2 separate regions of the Rattus norvegicus genome follow, and region 2 is linked to region 1. Evidence: chromatin contacts called from public Hi-C data. All regions are on one chromosome and are shown on one strand. The core of a region is the stretch at or near the end of the contact, and the rest is flanking DNA. Distances in the headings are between cores, read along the strand shown.

Evidence for each region. Hi-C and Micro-C count contacts between places; a contact is called where the count stands out from the background.
Region 2: a contact with region 1 is called in a Hi-C map of liver, with 5 times the contacts expected there. The contact joins two enhancer-like sites. A contact is called at or near these places in 2 of 12 Hi-C or Micro-C datasets (hepatocytes and liver).

The regions. Positions count from the first base shown.
Region 1 is chr6:47,533,676-47,538,234 of GRCr8, forward strand. No RefSeq gene overlaps it. Among named protein-coding and RNA genes, the nearest start is that of Id2, 65 kb to the left of the region's middle. Within about 2 kb of position 2,751, at least 25 of the 93 cell types and tissues checked have an H3K27ac peak or open chromatin away from gene starts, as enhancers often do. A contact at or near this core is called in liver, where this site is marked.
Region 2 is chr6:48,171,416-48,175,974 of GRCr8, forward strand. No RefSeq gene overlaps it. Among named protein-coding and RNA genes, the nearest start is that of Rnf144a, 570 kb to the right of the region's middle. Within about 2 kb of position 2,351, at least 4 of the 93 cell types and tissues checked have an H3K27ac peak or open chromatin away from gene starts, as enhancers often do. A contact at or near this core is called in liver, where this site is marked.

The sequences.
Region 1 (4,559 bases), core at 1,501-4,000:
AATTACCTGTTCCCAGCTGGAGGCCTGCAGCTCTCACTGAAGGAGGCCAGTCCTGGGGTCAGGAAGGTACCCCACCCTGCTGGAATCTCAACTGGAGTTTTCCTGTCCCTACTTTGTGGGCTGCCATCACTTCTGCCTCCTACCACTCAGAATTGACCCTAAAGCAGCCACAGAGACCCCACGAGGAACTTTCGGAGGTTTTTTTTTGAGGAACTCTGGGAATGGAGCCTTTGCTGAAGCTAAAAGTGGAATTTCTGGGTTGCTGTGACCGGGACCAGCTTCTTGTAACCTGTGGTTGCCTCTGAGCATGCCTGTTCCTCCTTCACCCATGCTCATCCATGCCTTACTTAGGCTTTGCTACTCCCAGGAGAGGCCTTAGCTTAAAGGGGAAGCGCTGGGAAGTCAGGTGTGAGGGAGGTAGGCCTTGGTTTGTAGGGTACCTGCTACTCACTGGGTTCTGAAGTTTGTGCGCCCAAGGAGGCCTATTCAAGCGAATGAATGTGGATTTAGAATAAGTGGTTTTGGGGTTCCTTTGCTTAATGAAGACGGTGGGATTTGAGAAACACAGAGGTTTTGATCTGGGCAGTTTGGTTTCCCTACTTACAAGCAAGAAATGAAATGTTGAAAGAAACCCAAATAGCCTTACAGAGGCACGATGCGTTAGACCGGCCATCTTGGTCCCCTCCACTGTGAGAGGCTCAATCTCTATGAAGTTAAAAGATTCCCTAGAGGCTGCCTCCCTGGGTCTGGAACCTTTAGTAGGGTTCTAGTCATGCAATGTCTGCAATGGGGAAAGGGCCTCAGCTTGACGCAGAGCTGGGTTCCTGGGGCCTGGCCTGGCTATGGAAATTCAAGGATCCCCTGCTGCCCTCTACAACACCCTTGTTAAATGTGTCTGTGGCAGTTATGAATCAACCCCCCAGAGCAGAGCCCGGTGACCTAGTTCTATGGAGCTTTCTGACTGCCAAGGCACTTCAGAACTTCCCTCCTTCCCACTGTCCCTTCCCACGGTGCCCATGGCCTTGGTGTGATCCAAGTTTCCCGTTAGGCTGTCCTCAGCACAGAGGGCAATCTGATAAAAACGGTTTTGTTGGATTGGATTGGAAGGTGCCTCAGGGACATTCCCTCTGAGGAGGTAACTTGTTAAGGCTCCAACACAAACTGGTTGGCCCGGGTTTCTACACAGTGTACAACGAAGTCAATATTCGTGGCTCTGCTCTTCCCTGTGTGCTGCGTGATTCTCAAGGGTGAAGTCTGTGAGCTTTTAATGTGTTTTTGAGATAGGGTCTCAGTGCCACTGGGGCTATCTTTGGATTGCTGGAGTCGGGCAATTCTTTGGTGTTAGCTGCCAAGTGACCGGGACTCTAATGCATTACTGCACTCAGCTTGCATCTTTCTACGTCTGTGTCTGGCCCCGAGACCAGTGCCAGCTGCACTGCATGCTGGGTAGGCAGATGGCTGCTGCCAAACAGACACCTCATCAGCATGGGCAGTGAGGGCGATGGGCTTCTGGCGCTCTGTCAGACCGTGTCCAGGAACTCAGTCTGAGTGGCACCCTTTGTGTAGAAGCTGCTGGATTCCCTGGGTGGCTTCCTCTCAACCCTCTTAGCTTGCCCACACTGTAGAAGCATCTACCAGAATGCCTAGAAGAATTCATTTATCTAGGCTGGTCTTTGTCTTCCTAGGAGCTGGCTTGGGCCTGGGGGCAGAGGTGGGCGTTCTCCTCCACAGGGGATCTAGCTGAGTGGCTTTACAGTACCCCCACTCTTCCAATCTCTAGGAGCAAATTGTCCCTCGCATTTAGTCAGCCCTCCAGGTCACAATGTTTGGAGATTCCAGTGGGGCCACAGTTCCCCCATGCATCCACCCCTTTGTGACCTGAATGCTTGTCTTCCATGAAAAGCTATAAGGCTTCTCTGTGTGACCAATTCTCAGACTTGAAGGGCAGAGAGGGTCATGGGACCTCTGTTCAGGGTCTGCTCAGGGTCAGGGTGAGATTTGACATGGTCACTAAGAGCTTCTCTAGGGAGCTTCGTAGAAACTATCTGATTTTCTCATTGTCACAGAGTCAAACAAACCATAATTGTTTCATGACACAAGCCACCAGTGCCATATTTTGTCTTGTGGAGAATGTTTGACAATGTCTCGAAGGGAAAAATGAGGCCATGGGTTAGGGGGCAGTACTCATGCCTATCTGTTGTACACAAAAGGCACTCCCATTCCTCCACCACCTAACCTACTCACTGGAATCCTGGACCCACCAAAAGTCAGAGAAGTAGAAAGAAAAAAGTCTACTCTGCTGGTTTGTGGAGTTTAACTTCCCAAGCACAGATGATCGATTAATTCAGAGATTCATTCTTTCATTCACACTAGTAAAATTTATTCTGTGCTGGTCATGATGCTAGGTGGCTTGTGGGAGACACCACCCTGAAAAAACTTAGCATCCTGACACTTATAGACTTGTGGGACAATCGGTTTGGATCCTAATTCTGACATTTCCTGTGTCACAGTGGGCAACTCATTTAATCTGTTTGGGTCTTAGCTTTTATTTACAAAATGGGGATAGAAATTTCTGCTTCACAGAGGAGGCTGCGGTAGGTGCTTGATTAAGGCAGCTGCCACTTGTCTATGTGCTGCCATTTTTCTTTAGTGGGAGAACTGGGAAGCTTTGAATTGCTGGCCCTCCAAACACTGATCACGGGCTATCTTGAGTCTCAAAGTCCCTTGGGAGAGGCTCCAAGAACAGCCTTACTGGTCCCTGGGATGCCAGGTTGCAGACAGTCTAACCACCAGAATTCAGGCAGTAGCTGCACTCTGTTCTAAATTCCGTTTCTCCGTGTACTCTGTAACTGGGCCACTCTGTCAGACATCCTGAATCGTTAATGACCTTGAGAAGCAATCCCAGCTCTGAATGTGGGATTCTGTTCTTTGAAGTCACCCACTTTCTTTGTGGGTCTGTTCTCCCCTCTCAGGCACGCCTCTTCCAGCTTTGATGGTGCCACTGTAACAACTGGGTTTGCAATTATTAATTCCTGTGCACAGCAAGGTGCAGTTTTAATATACAGAAAATATAATTGCTATCTTGTGTAATCATTTTCTGAGGGCTGAAAGTGTAACCTTTAATTAATATTTCATCTGCAGGCGGGGCGGGTTACTTGAATAGAGCCTAAAAATATTGCTGTCCCTGTATGGAGAGAACGTGAATCGTGAGACACACAGCCAGTGTCTGCTACGCCATTGTTCGAGGTTGCTTCTAAAATTAAAGCGGTTAACCCGTTAACCCGTAATCACATGGGCTGCGGCTCCTGGAGGTGCAGGGCTGGTAAAACGGCACAGGGACAATGAGTCTACGCTGTAGTTCTCAGCTGCCACCTGCCTGCAGCGACAGAGCCATTGCACCTGCCTGAGAAGTGAACGTGGGCATAGGGGCTGGTAGACCGAGGAGTCTCTGATCAAAGCCAGCTTCGTGGAGTATGACCTACAGGCCCTGGGCTGGCTGGACTTCCATAGGCCACTGGGTTAAGGAGGCAGGACAAGTACCGTCTTTGATGTTCCAGGAGCAGGACACCTGAAATTCCGAAGTACAGCCTGAGAGAGGCCAAGTGTGCTCCCAGTACGCCTGGGAAGCCCAGATAGGGAAGGACAGCAGTGAGGGCTGGTTAAGGGGCCTAGAGAGGAAGGTCAAGAGTGTGGATAAAGGAGTCTCTGAGGCTTTAGTGGATCATTGTGGTTCTGAATGGCTCCTTTCCAGTTTGGGGATTCTGGCTGATTAGGGTCATAGTGCTGGCTGGCTCTCAGTGAAGAGCAAAGTCCTTAGTGCTGCACGAGGTGTGTGCGGGTTTGCATAGTTGACGAGTCACAGGACATTCTGACCTTAGTGACGTTCCCCTGAGACCTGGGGCAACATGTGGATAGTGTCCTTTCTATGCCTGGATCTCTGACTGTACTTGGCTCTGCTCCCCGTCCCTACAGCCATAGGGAAGGAGCCTCTTCCCATAACGGAGGACAGTGAGCCAAGTGTGACTGAGGTCACTGATCTGCCAATCCATGGAGGTCACCTGTGGGGTCCTGGGGCTGTGTGTGGTGAATAGCATTTGGTCAAATATATGAGGTCCACTGTACTGTGCCCCCTGGGACCTTTCAGAGTCCCCCTTTGATCCATTTGAGTTCTGACCCCTTAAGCTAGGGGCTAACCACTTGGCTTCATAAACCCCATGGGCCCCATTTAAGATCATCCCAAGGAGGCTGTCTCTGTGTTCTCCAGTTTATCGGGTTTTTCTTGTAATTATCAATGATCTTCAGGTTTGAGTCTGTGGCAGATGCTGTGCAATCCTTAGAAGCTTTTTCAGCAACAAAGGGTGAAGCCTGCCATCCTCTACTCTGGCTTCATTCCTGAGGAACCAGTGTGAGGAGGTGGGAAAGGGCGAGGACCTGATTCCACTTTCCTTCTGGGAGGAAGTGTTCTCTGCCACCCATGAGGAAAAAGGGACAGAGTGTGGACGATGGCCTTTGTGTAATTCCACATGCCCTGTCTCACCTGCGGTCATGGACACTATATC
Region 2 (4,559 bases), core at 1,101-3,600, 640 kb after region 1:
CTTGGAAGCAAACTTTTGTGCACTCATTTCCTCTGAGAAAGCCTTCGGGGGTGACTTTGGGAAGCCATCCGCCTTCAGAAGACTTTGTTATCTCACCTGAAAGATTTGTCTACTTCCTAGATGCCTCTCAGCGTTGCCACCCATAACAGATTACATGGCACCTTCAAACAGTTCAGGCCACACTGGTATCATCCTTGTGCCAATTGGGCTGAGCTCAGGAAGGAGACAAGCAGTGAGTGGTCCTCCTTTCCAGGTACCCCTGAGTCTCTTCTAAACAGTGATGATGTTGTGTATGTGTCCAGCCTTAGGAGTGAACTTTGTCAGGCACAGCTTTCTGGTGACGCTTGAAGAGTTTCTGTAACCTGTCTTCATAGTGAACATGAAACTTATTGCCGTTAGGAAACCAACCTTCGTCTGGTTTGCATTCGTGCAGTCACTGAGAAAGCCAGCCAGAAGTTGCAATTAAAGGCCCCAAAGACACTGGACTGGACACACTAATTCACTTGTCATCTACATAAGTTGAAAGATGTGTGAGGACCCTAGAGGCAAACTCACCTAGGTGTGAGGAACGCATCCCACCCAAAATCTTAATGAAAAATATGAATAATTCTGTAGTCCTCTATGGGACTGCTACTGTACAAGATGACCTCAGGGTTCTCTCAGCTTCCTGGTATGCTGTGAATATTGGTACAGCCATCTCTACATACTGCCTTCATGATGTGTTCTCAAGTTTCCTCTGATCCTGTGCAGGTGTCCCTCTTTTTAGTTGGTAGAGTACTTGTCTAGCATGTATAGGCCATATCAAGGCAAATACCTCAGCAGGCTCCATGGAATGCCTGTGGGGTTTTAGGAAGGCTGTGTGCTATAGATAGCATAAGGATGGCATTCATGAGAAGAGTAAGAGATGAGGGCCAGAGGAAGAGTTCAGCTTCAAGAAGGCTCAAGACACCCTGGTTTATTTTATTGGCCACTTAGAGATCTCAAACATTCCTTCTAAAAAGGATCCAAGCTGGCTTGAGAGGATCAGCCATTCAATACTTCCCATCCTTAAACTTGTACATGAATAATCATGAATGTGCGTCTTTCCAGAAGATACCTGAACTTAAGGCAACTCACTGTAGACCAGGATATCCCTAACAATTCTGTCCACCAATGCCTCAAGCCCCAACCAACTATCTAGCCATATAATGGTCAAGCAGGGTGGCATCAAGTCTTTGAAATCTGTTATAAGTGTCAGGATGAGTTTTTTGCGGGGAGAGGCTGGAGCTATAACTCAAAGAGTACTTGGCTATCATATGCAATGCCCTGGGTTAGGTCCTCAGAATTACAAAAACTGGGCATACGGGTGTAAGTTTGTAATCCTAGCTTATTGGCTATGGGGACAGGAAGGTGAGAGGTTTAAAGTCATCATTGAATTGACAGCCAGCCTGGCTTATATGAGATCTTTGCTCAGGACAAAAATGAGTGAAGAAAGAAAAGAACAAAAAAAGGAAGGAAGGCAAGGAAAAGAAAGGAAAAGAAAGGAAAGGAAAGGAAAGGAAAGGAAAGGAAAGGAAAGGAAAGGAAAGGAAAGGAAAGGAACCTTTTATGAAGACTTTCTATGATGCCCTAGCTGGCCTGGAACTACTTATCATGTAAACCACTGGCCTTAGATTTGCAATAATCCCCCTGCCTCTGTCTTTTGAATGCTGAGATCACGGTTGTGTATCATTGAACATAGCTCTTACATCTGGTTAGTTTAGAGTCTTGACCTTTGATTTTTAACTGTGCCAAACCAAACATGCATGTAGGAATTCTCTCTCTCTCTCTCTCTCTCTCTCTCTCTCTCTCTCCCTCCCTCCCTCTCTCTCTCTCTCTCTCTCTCTCTCTCTCTCTCTCTCTCTCACACACACACACACACACACACACACACACACACACACACACACAAACACTGTACCGCACTCATGTACTGCCCTACAGTTTGAGAGTATTCTATGTGAAGGAAGCAATGTGGTGGTGGGTTGACTGTTCTATTTTATTCCCTTCTCCAGATCAAATGATGAAATGCATTGAAATATTTTTTAAACGGTAAACTACTGTATGTATATCAAGTATGTCTATAAGTGCACACATATTTATACACAAGAATAAGAGCTGATCCCCTAGAATTCCTAACATCATGTGCCTCCTATTAAAGACTTGGCATTTCTTGAGGGTGCTGGAGGGTGGGAATACACATATGTATTATAAGTCATTAGTAAATTCTGTTAATGTTTCATAGAAACAAACAGACAGTCACACACATGCACGCACACAGGCTACTGGTCCCTTTGGGGGATGTTTGCTCAAGAGTCTGAGCTTGGCTGGTCCCATGCTGTGTCTCAGGGCAGCCTTGCACAGGTGTGAGTGTGGGCGGGAACTGAGTTTCTAACTGAGGGAGAAAATGATAAAGCAAACAGGAAAAAGGATCACAAAAACAACTTTGTTTGATCTTTGGTTCCAAAATAATAGCTTGAGCAGAAAAGGGTGAAAGTGAAGTGGTTTAAGCAATGCTGGGAGAGGAGAACGGGGTCCAGAGAATCTAAAGCAGAGGGAGGGCTTGGCAATGCTCACCTCTCACCACAACGTGCCTTGCGTTTGACACATTGAGTCTCATCGCATGAAATAGCACACATTAGCGTAAGTGCAGAGCTGCCCTGAAAGGTGTTAGAAACCTGCTTCTGCAGTGCTGCTGAAGCCCTTGACTCAAAGCAGCCCCACAGGCCTCTGCCGCAGTTTGTTTCCTTCACCTTTGTACTCTTACGGCTCCAAACTGCAAGGACTGGAGCTCAACAATCGTTTTCCATTGGTGGCTCAGCTTCTGTGAGCTGCATAGCTAAAATCCACTTCTGTTTTGTTGTCAAACTGTAAATCGGCTTCTATGCTGGGCTTATGGGAGAGGAAGGAGAGGGCTGAAATGAACTGCCTTACAGGGGTGGGGGAGGGGAATGGGATAAAAAGCATTCCTGGGGTTTTACATGACCTCTGAAAGCCTCTTCTGCCTGCAAACTTTAAGCCCCAATCTCTAATCAATTAGCTAACTAGCTCCCCCTTTTGACATTTTCTTACAGACAAAAAGTGTACAGTGCCCTGTGAAGCAGGTGGTGCTAAGCTAGCACATAAACCCCTGCTGTTGTTAGGAATAAAAATACAGGGATGCATTAAACCCTTCTCCATGCAGTGTGCAGCAGACATCATTTTAATGATTCGTGCTGCTTTGCAGTCATTTTTTAATTTAAGGATATTTTGAAAGAGCCTATAAAGAAAAGGTGACAGACATCTGAAGAACTAGCGAAAAGTCACTTCTGACTTAAAGAGTTAAAGTCAGCATGAATTTAATCATAGATACAAATAAGACCCCGATACACCCACCCGAGTCATTTATTTTATGTGCTGATGATGTCCTTACATCATTTATTCTGTGTTTGAAATTTTATTTAACTTACTTTTTTTTTTTTTTACTTTTATCTTAAACCGGAAACAAAGAACTACACCGGAATGACAACAAGAGATTTTTCTTTGCCCATAACAAGTGGTCATGTTTTTGTGTGGTTCATCAGGCTAAGTTCAGAGCAAGCAGAGGCCACTATGTGGTGTTCACGTTGTAGAGGCCAAAAGGGGAGAGGAAGTTACCCACGCTGAGGTGCTGTGATGAGGTCTCACCCTCTCTGTAAGTCATTTTCTGGTTGCATATTTGAATCATGAAAAACTTTTTTTTTAAAATAAATTCTTGGTGTTTAGCCTCAATCTCCAGGGCTTTGTTATCCGAGGTCTAGCCTAATATCAACGTTCCAGAGCAGACACAAATACACATCCACCATTGGGGAGCCACTTACTGCCTAACACTGCCGTCAGGCCATCTTCTGACTCCCCTCATTTGCTCTGATCCTGGTTTTGCACCCCACTGGATCATCTTTGGCCTCCAGGGTCTCATGTTCACTTGTGTCTAGCACTGTGCTTGCTGGGGCTAGCAAGCTTGTACAAGCATGTGATGATGTCATCACCTTGGTCCTTCAGTGATGTGGGAGTAAAGCTTCAGTTCTGTTTGGAAGGTCTACTTTGCATCAGAAACAACAAACATTGATTTTTACATATTTCTAGAAGCTGGAAGTCCATTATCCAGCGTGGGCAGGGCTGCTTCTGGAGCTAGTCTCCTTGGTTTCTAGCTGTCTTTACACGGTCTTCTCTCTGGAAGTCTACATTCTCATGTCCTCTGATTATAAGTGCAGGCACAATGGATTCAGGTATATTCTATGAAACTCATTTTACTTCTGAGTTTATGTGCGATGACATGTTTTTATGTGTGTTCACTCATGGTTGCAAACACAAGTACATGTGTGTGTATAGAGACTTAGAGGACAACCTCAGGTATTGTTCCTAAGGTACCATTCCTCTTATTTGAGACAAGGTCTCTTACTGGCTTGAAGCTAACTGATTAGATTAGACTGGCTGGCCATGGAGACCCTATGAATCCTTCTATTTCCTGATTGTAGGCATTATAAGTGTGTACTACTGTACTGGCTGTTTCAGTGTTATAT